Regions from separate parts of the Triticum aestivum genome. Here region 1 is linked to region 2. Evidence: chromatin contacts called from public Hi-C data. All regions are on one chromosome and are shown on one strand. Each heading gives the region's core, a stretch centred on a gene start, on an enhancer-like site or on the middle of the called end of the contact. The rest is flanking DNA. Distances are from core to core; before and after follow the strand shown. Region 1 has its middle 79 kb from the start of TRNAS-AGA. Region 2 has its middle 11 kb from the start of LOC123162964.

Region 1 (4,586 bases), core at 1,255-3,754, 140 kb before region 2:
TCCCTCTAACCATCCAACCACAGGTAGGTTCGTAAGTTAACCAAGTCTTCATCTGAATCTCGGACGTGGATCTCGCCTCGCTTCTTCTTCTTCTTCTTTTTGATCAGTCGCTTCTTTTCTACGAGCTGGAGATTCGTCGACGGGAATAGTTCATGTGCTCGTCCATCAATGAACTTTACGAATCGGTCTCTATAGCCAAGCACAATGGTCAGGCCAAGGAGTACCGTATACTTTTACTCTGGCACGTGCTGGATCGCTCGGCTATATAGCTCGGACAGGCCAAGGAGTCCCTCAATCTTGTCATCTACCAGTGGCCCAGTGGGTAAATATTGGGTGAACCAACTAAAAATCTTGCTCGGACAAAGGAACCGTCCGGTTTCCAACTCACTTGTGGAGGAGTATCAGGGAGACCAGGGGGGAGCCAGGATGAAACATGAGAGGGGGCAAAGAGGTTTAGGATTTTTTTTCTTCAGAAAAGTGTATACGAACTAATGGCTAGATCATGTAAGAAACTAACCACACAAAGCATGCATATTGTGTGAAAGAAGCAAAACAAAAAATCACATGATCACGCACATAATAATGAAAAAAATCATTGCCAAAATAAAAGTAAGCTAACCACTTTAGGTACCGTAACTTGAGAAATATGAATATGCCGTTCCTTTTTGTTGGTACGTCCGTGAATTCTAGCCTTCACGCTGCAGGAAAAATAGAAGTGTTTAAATGTAAAGAGAGAATGTAAACGTAGATTGCTAAAAATATAAGCTTGAGCACACTACCTTCCGTTAAGATAATCGATATTAAAATCTACTATCTTCCTTTTAGATGGATGGTAATTAGCTTGTTCAGATTGAGTGTTGTAAGCCTACTACCAGTTGCGGATTTTCCAAAAAAATCTGTTCATTAGCTTTCTAAATAAATTGAAGTACATGAAGACATAATATTACTGTAGTCCAGAGTTTTTATTCTGCTCCCATGTGCTCAAACTTATTCATATGAAATTATTACATATAGCAAGATTCAATCAACCTAATTACCAATTTGTACCTTTTAAACCTGGAATCAGAATAGACTGAAAATATGGAAATTAGAAGATAAAAATGAGAACTGAACCTAGGGCTTACCTTGATTGAAAGATTGATGAGCGGCGCACGTATTGTTTTTCCTTAGGGACGGCGACCCGGCCGGTCAGCCGGAGTGCATGGTGCAGATCAAGGTTCACAGTCGGAGGGACGGCCTGTAGGTAGCTTAGAGTTACAGGCGTCGACAGCTTCGGCTTGCCACGGCGGTCGCATGCATGAGCAGCAGATTAGTCAGGAGCCAGGCGGCGGCGCATAGGTTTCTAGCGATTTGGCAAGCAACTGCCCGTATGCATCTGCCTGCTTCGTATTCTTTCTACATGGGCTGCAACTCACACATGGGCGGATGGGCTTTACATAACCGAAAAATTAAGGAGTGGGGGCAAATAGCCTGGGCTGAGCGGGGGCAACGATATGCATATTAGGCCTGGTATACATGGGCCAAAAAATCGAGTGGGGGCATTCGCCCCCACAACCTCTTACGTAGATTCGCCCCTGAGGGAGACCACCACGAGCAAATTAGTGACTCATTTAACACTTGCATGCATGAATCTCGCACACGAAAGATTGGCAAATTAGTAGAACATGGATTCGCACGGGTCAAGGTCCGCGACAAGTCGCCGGTCGGCCACCGGATCGTGAGAAGTGGACTCCACAAGGCTGCCGGCAGGCAATGGCCAAGCCCCGAAAAAAAAAAAGTCCCACTCCACCACCAGCGAGGCGACGTCACCGGCCGCATGCCCCCATCCGACCCCATCGAGTTCTGCGTGCAGGCAGCAACTGCATCTCCGGCTGTCTTTCGTGTTTGCGATTTTCTACTGCTTTAGATGAACGCCGTTGACATTTAAAATTAGTCGACCTTCAAGCTAGTCCCAAATCAAACGTGTTGCAATCGATTAGTGCCGCCATGACCTGCATCTGCATGCATGGGCACGGCAAGTAAGGAAACGTAAGAAAGTCATCGTGCAAGTGGCCAAACCCATGAGAAAGCCGATTCCACCTTCCAGCCATGTCCTGGCGTTGACCCGTGGAAGAGGCTACTGCATGTACTCCATCCGTCCGAAAATACTTGTCATCAAAATAGGTAAAAGGTGATATATCTCAAACTAAAATACATCTAGATACATCTTCTTTTATCCATTTTGATGACAAGTATTTCCGGATGGAGGTAGTACCTCCTAGCACTCAACTCTCAAGGGGTCACTAGCAGCTGCGTACCGTTGAAACCGACCCAGAGTATGTATGAAAAAGTCTGCACGAAAAGTCAACCGTCCATGCTGAACTAAGTTCGTTTGAATTTTACAATTCTTGCTTCTGGAGAGACTTGGCATGCATCATGAACATCGAACATTCGATCAGTTAGAGCATCTACAGCCGAGCACCTCAAATTCACCTCATACACTCGGACGAACCGCCCGGTTATTGACCGGTCACGATTTTCAACGCAAAGGGGCTCCTTAAATGGGCCCCAAACGTCCGGGTTGACGGACACCCCTCATATCCAGCCCAAATATAAGACGGATATGGGGCGCCCGGGAATGCCCGCATTGCTGGTAGCTAGTCAGTACTCTATTGGAGTTAATTATTTTGCGAAGCAGAGGACCGACAGCCGGACACGTAAACAACATTATTATCTGTTGATTATCCAGTCACGTAATGTACAACTATGTTAATTATCCAGTCACGTACGCACGAAACAGCTGCGTAAGCTGAGCAGATAGCAATGCAGACAGATTAAGTAACTAATTAGCGGTTTTGTAAGAACAATAATTATCCCGGCGTCTGACCAAGGCGGGCGCCGCCGCCGCGGTGAAAACGACGTGGTGTCGGTACGGGGCTCCATGCATGGCTCGGCTGCCACCCATCTCGGGGCTTCTCGTTGCTGCGTACGGCGTCCCGAGTCCCGACCGTCTCTTTCGGTCTCCGCACGCGCGCCAGGCCGATTAGTAATCCGGTGAGACTTTTTTTCGAAAAAACTTCCAATCAATTCATCTTCAATAATGGCAGTACAATGAATACCAGAAATAAAAATTACATCCAGAATCATAGACCACCTAGACGACTACAAGCACTGAAGCAAGCCGAAGGCGCGCCGCCGTCATCGCCCTCCATCGCCGGAGCCGGGCACATGGTTTGGTGATACATTCGCCCACGGCATGCAAAAGCTCGGATCCGCAATTTGCACAGCTAGCCGGCACATACTACCTCTGTGTCGAAATAATTGTAGCTGGGAAAACTAATACAAGTTCTCCCAGCTATAAATAATTTGATACAGAGGGAGTAGTATATATACAGGTCATGTTCATGCATGCTCCGTGCCATTTCTTTTTTTTAGAACGAAGGCTCGCGAGGAGCCCGGCTTTGAATTAACAAAGCCATCAGCCGGCCAGGAGTTACAGCAAACAACCAAATTACAGCGGTCAGAAGGATACAATGGGAACACTGGACTGAAACGCTAACTACAACCTCCACAAGCAGCTAATGCAAAGGAAATTAAGATTACAACTTGCAAAGGCCGAGCACTCCACACTAGGATCATATGAGGAAAAGCAGAGCAGCAAAGCAGGGCATATCCGACCTTCAAAGATGGCCATGCTCCAGGAACACCTAGAGAAGAAGGGGAACAACATCTTCCATCTCAATCACCGAAGAGGGACCCTACCCCCTCGCCATGGCTCGTAGGCGCCGCACCGTCGGGGTTTCGAGGAGCTCACCCTAGAGCTCGAAGAATGCCGCCCTCACATCGGAAGGTGGACATAGTGTGGCCACTTCAATTTGGGATATCCCTAGCCGGCCGCTCCGCCACGGTCCATGCCCAGCTAGGTGGAAATACGCTTCGTGGAATCGGACGATGAAGAGGAGGCAGCTCCGTCCCTCACCTGCAGCGCCTCCCGACCGCATCCCGCCTCCCTAACGGCGCCTCCAGCAAGGTCACGGCGCGCAAGGCGCCGCCGCCGCCAAATCCGAGAGGATATAAGGTTTTCACCCGGGCAGGGTGGGTCGGGGTGGAAACAGGGGACCTCGGCCGCGCCCCCATGGAGGAAAGCAGCGCCCTTGGGCGTTGCCGCCGCCGGACCGGCCGGACCGGCCAAGGTTTCCCCCGGTCCCCTAGCTGGCCACCAACTCGCACCAACGCCAGGGCCAGAGAGCAAATCACAAGCCACCGCCGACGGCGAGAGAGAGGTAGCCGGGAAGGGATTTCGAACCTCCAAATCTGACGAAGAATCTTCGCGCCGCGGCCGGATTCCACCAGCCACCCGCCGCCCGCGCGGCCAGGCACACTGGCCAGCACCCCTGCGAACGCCGCCCACCGCCCGGCGACGCCGCCTCTCCGGTTGGGGCCGCCGCCCCAGGAACCGCAGGCCTCCGAGAGGGGATGGAGCGCCGAGATCCTCGCCGCCACCTTCACCGGCGCCCGCGCAGGCTTCCCGGCGGCCGTCTCCGGTAGCGGCGAGGGGAAGAAGGGAGTGGAGGGGGGTGGCGGCGGCCGCGGAACCCTAGTCGCCT
Region 2 (4,330 bases), core at 209-2,708:
CCTTTTTCTGCTCATGCTCTCCCCTCTCAACGGTGTCCAGGATTTGTGGTGGGGGCGGCAAATCGACGGCCAGCAAGTGCCGAATTTGCGAAAGGGGATGGGGAAAAGCTTGGAAATTTAGGGATGCGGGAAAGGGGAGCGGTGGAGTTGCGCGGGGGAGCGGTGGAGCTGCGCGGGTAGAGGTGGATCCACCTGGGGTTGCGGTGGAGCAGCGCTGCGGCGCGGTGTGATCGAGCTACGCGACGTCGCCGGCGTCCCGGGGGAGCTGTGCGGTGGAGCTGAGCAGTGGAGGAGACGACTGGACCGCGGGTTCGGTCGGATAAACCTGAAGGACTTTTTTGAAAAAATATCGTTGCAACAAGAATTACGGGACGAAGGGAGTACGTACATACCCATGTTGGTTTCCTAGCTCGCGTTAGTCCAAAACAAGGTAATTAGTTGGTATGGATCGACTGGGTCAATTACGAAATCGAGTGGATCAACTAATTAAGCACGTGATGGTAAAAAGTATGCGTCTAGTCAAACAAACCCAGTCGAGTGGTAGTGCTTTGCTATGGCTGATTCCCAAAAGTAAGTATGCCCCTAGACGTACTGGAGTAGTGAAGAATCTCGTGCGAGATCCTCGCATGACTTCTTTGGGATGCGGATATAGGGTCTGTTTGGTTGGAGACTAGCGTGGTCAAGCCAAAGTGTGGCTAGCCACATAAGTATGACAAGTCACACAAGTGTGGCTAAGAAATTAGACGTCAAACTTTGGCAAAACTTGGTAAAAAAATTATCTCTTTGACAAGTGGGCCATAGGGCAAAAAGTGTGGCAAGCCAAAGTGTGGCAAGAACTAAACACATGCTTGACAAACTGTGGCTGCCAAATTTTGGCTTGGCAAACTGTGGCTGGGAACCAAACAGCCTCATAGAAACTGTGTGAGGGTCTGTCAGGCCAAGATAGTGCGCGCGGTGGACAGCAACGTGGGAGAAAGAAACGGCAGAAAGCATGCACTACTACTACGTGATGACGGCTAGCTGTGGAGATTGCCGATCCGACCCTTGCATGCCGTGGGCGTATACAGTATGTATCAACGGGCCGGACCCATCAATACGAAAGTGACGGTCATGACGCCGTACGCAGCAGGGAGAAGGCCGGAGTTGGATCATGGATAGCAGCCGAGGCATCCAGGCGTGCCTTCACACAGACACCGGTGTTGAACCTCCAGGCAGATTCATGTATGATGTATCAAACACACATAGTTTTCGCCGCCAGCGGCGGCGCCCGCCTAGGTCAGCCGCCGGTGTAATTTTATATTAACAGCGAATTAGTTAATCTGTTTGCATTCCTCTCTGCTCAGCTCAGCTTACACAGAGTATTTTCTGTGCGTGTCTCTGTTGCCAACCGGCCACAGAAATGTATACTCTGTTCCCCGGCCAGTTAAATTATACAGAGCAACTTACGTATGCGATCGCGACCGAATCATCTGCCCGTCGGTCGTTTGCTTTGCAAATAACAAATGAAGTACTCAGAGGAGCTCTCCTAGATGGAGTGGCGGACATCACAAAGATTGCTGTTGCCAGTCTGGGTTCGAGTCTCCTCATTCTCCTATAAGAATAAGACAGGGGGCTTCTTTCCCTCTGTTCTCATTCTTTTTTTACAAATGAAGTACTCATACTGAGCAGTGAGCACTACCAGCAAGCGGACATAATCAACTCGATCAGTACGGCTCTGCTCTAAAGGCTAGCCAGATAGCCTGGCCATGACCCAGGAGCACGAGATACACATGTTAATTAAGCCCTTTCCCGGCATGTGCACTCCATCTCTGAGCGCGTGAAGCTTGTGATTCTCACGACACGCCGCTAGCACTTCACGCACATGCTGCTAGAAGAGCAACTACTACTAGTATAGTTTCCGTACAACTTAACTTATATCATAATCTGCGCGCGGAGATTACTTTATGCTCCATGCACATAAATATATATGTACAGTTCTTAGCTAGAATACTGAATTCGTCAGGATTAAGAAGGACGGCTAGTTGTGTAGTGATAGTGCAGAAAGTTTGTCCAAGACAGAAACTGACGTGTTTGTGGCCTTTGGACTACTACTCAAGAGCAGGTCTCTCGCAAGGATGAATTGATAGAATTTTGCCATGCATGATGCATGCCAAGTCCCTTCATAAGAGCATCTCCAACAGCCGCGCTATATAAGTGCCACGCTGAAAATTTTAGATTTTTTACGCGCGCGCAACATTCTGAGAACTCCAGCGGAGGCGTTAAAACTGTGTGCGTGACATAAGTAGTTTAGCGCGTCGGTCGGAACGGCATCGCGTGCCGTTTATTTGCTGTGCCCGCTCCCGCGCGCTGCACACTCGAGCGCCCGCTCACGACTTCCACCTACCCCAATCAAATCACTGGCGCCACCGGCCGCACCATTCCGGCGCTTCCTCCGTCTCCCTCTAGTCGCTGCTGCTGCTTCCTCCGTCTCCCTCTAGTCACCGCCGCCCCTCGCACGCGCCATTCCTCCAACGAACATCACAGCGCCATTCCTCCGACGAACAGCGGCCGGCCGCCCACTGCCGCTCGGGACCCACAAGGTGTTCGACAAAACGCTTGCGAGGTATGTATTGCTTCAACTTCACATTTTTACATGAATTTGGTGCATGTTGTTTGTAGTTTTTAAAGACTAGTTTAAATTCAACATGGTAGATGAGTTTGTCATATGATTCTTCGGAAGAAGGATTTGATATTGGAGAGGAGGAGGACCTTGCAATGATCCTAGCTATGCACATTAATATAAAAAAACGAAGCGTGGTGGTTCGGTTATGGGTCGGCAGAAAATTTGGAGGGATGGGATCGATGCCGACAACAGATTGACAAGGCACTATTTTGTGGATAATCCCGTGTACCCCGAGTCGTACTTCATGCGCTGGTTTAGGATGAGCACCGAGTTGTTCAGGCCCATTGCAGAGAAATTAGCAAGCCATGATCAGTTTTTTCAGCAAAGGATGAATGCCGCCAGAGAGCTCGGGCATAGCACCTTTCAAAAGGTGACAACCGTTTTGCGTATGTTGCCATACAGTATTCCGGATGATCTAGTTGATGATCACTTGGCCATGGGTAAGAGTCAAGCCATCATGTGTGTCAAGCGCTTAACAGACGGAATTGTGTAAGTGTTTGGTACGGAGTATTTAAGATCTCCCAATGTTGAAGACTGTGCAAGGCTTTTGCAAATGAACAAAGCTTGCGGGTTTCCAAGTATGCTTGGCTCAATAAATTGCATGCATTGGAGTTGGAAGTACTGTCCTAAGGCATGTCATGGTCAATTCCACAGCCAAAAAAAGGGTTCCGCTATAATCCTTGAAGCGGTGGCCGATCAAGAGACTTGGATTTGGCATGCTTTTTTTTGAATGTCTGGATCTTTGAATAACATTAACGTTGTTAATCGGTCAGCACAGATGAATAAAATTGCAAATGGCGAACTACCACCGGTGCAGTTTGTAGCAAATGACCATACATACAACTATGGCTACTATCTTGCGAATGGCATCTACCCAAAGTGGCAAACATTTATGAAGCCGTTAGAAAACCGGAAGGTAAAAAAATCATGATTTCCACAATGGTCAGGCGGCGGCTAGGAAAGATGTGGAGAGAGCTTCTGGAATTTTGCAAGCCGCCCAATTTGCCATTGTGAGAGGATCGGCTAGATTTTGGGATCAAAAAGATGCTTTGATACATCATGCACGCTTGTGTGATCATGCACAACATGATCATCGAGAATGAGCATAGTCAAGATTTAGACTACTCTCAGTATGAGCTCTTAGGACATCCCATGCGAGTACGACGGAGGGCTGCCAGGGTGGCCCGTTTTGTTGCCTCCTATCATGTAATTCGACATGCCGAAACGCATGATGATCTTCAGAAGGATCTCATTGAGGAGTGGTGGGCATTGGAACGGCCGACAAAGAGCATGATTTTTTTTTCTTTGATGTTGTATGTTTGATGTTGTATTGTTGAACTATTTGTTCTATTGCAAGATAAACTATTTGTTTGAGTTGTAATAATAAAATTGAACTATTTTTTATTGTTGGTTTTTACTTTGTTTGTGTTTGATCTTCTTGGTTGTGTTTGAAGTACATATGTTGTTTGTGCGAGAGCACGCGCAGTTTTTTTTTTTTTTTGCGGTGGCTGCTGAAGCGGCTCGCGCGCGCTAAACTTTGCAGCAACCGCTGGAGCAAGCGCTTCTCGCCGCGCAAAAACTCACGATTCACGCGCTGGAAACGCTTTTTTAGAAGAGCTGCTCTAATGGTATACTTTTCCCGGCAACAATACGGCGACAATTCAAAAT

What was found. A called contact is a pair of places that touch in the nucleus more often than the background predicts.
Region 1: a contact with region 2 is called in a Hi-C map of root, with 7 times the contacts expected there. The contact joins two enhancer-like sites. A contact is called at or near these places in 3 of 5 Hi-C or Micro-C datasets (leaf and root).

What each region holds. Positions count from the first base shown.
Region 1 is chr7B:694,997,204-695,001,789 of IWGSC CS RefSeq v2.1, reverse strand. No RefSeq gene overlaps it. Among protein-coding and RNA genes, the nearest start is that of TRNAS-AGA, 79 kb to the left of the region's middle. Within about 2 kb of position 2,504, at least 2 of the 8 cell types and tissues checked have an H3K27ac peak or open chromatin away from gene starts, as enhancers often do. A contact at or near this core is called in root, where this site is marked.
Region 2 is chr7B:694,859,844-694,864,173 of IWGSC CS RefSeq v2.1, reverse strand. No RefSeq gene overlaps it. Among protein-coding and RNA genes, the nearest start is that of LOC123162964, 11 kb to the right of the region's middle. Within about 2 kb of position 1,458, at least 2 of the 8 cell types and tissues checked have an H3K27ac peak or open chromatin away from gene starts, as enhancers often do. A contact at or near this core is called in root, where this site is marked.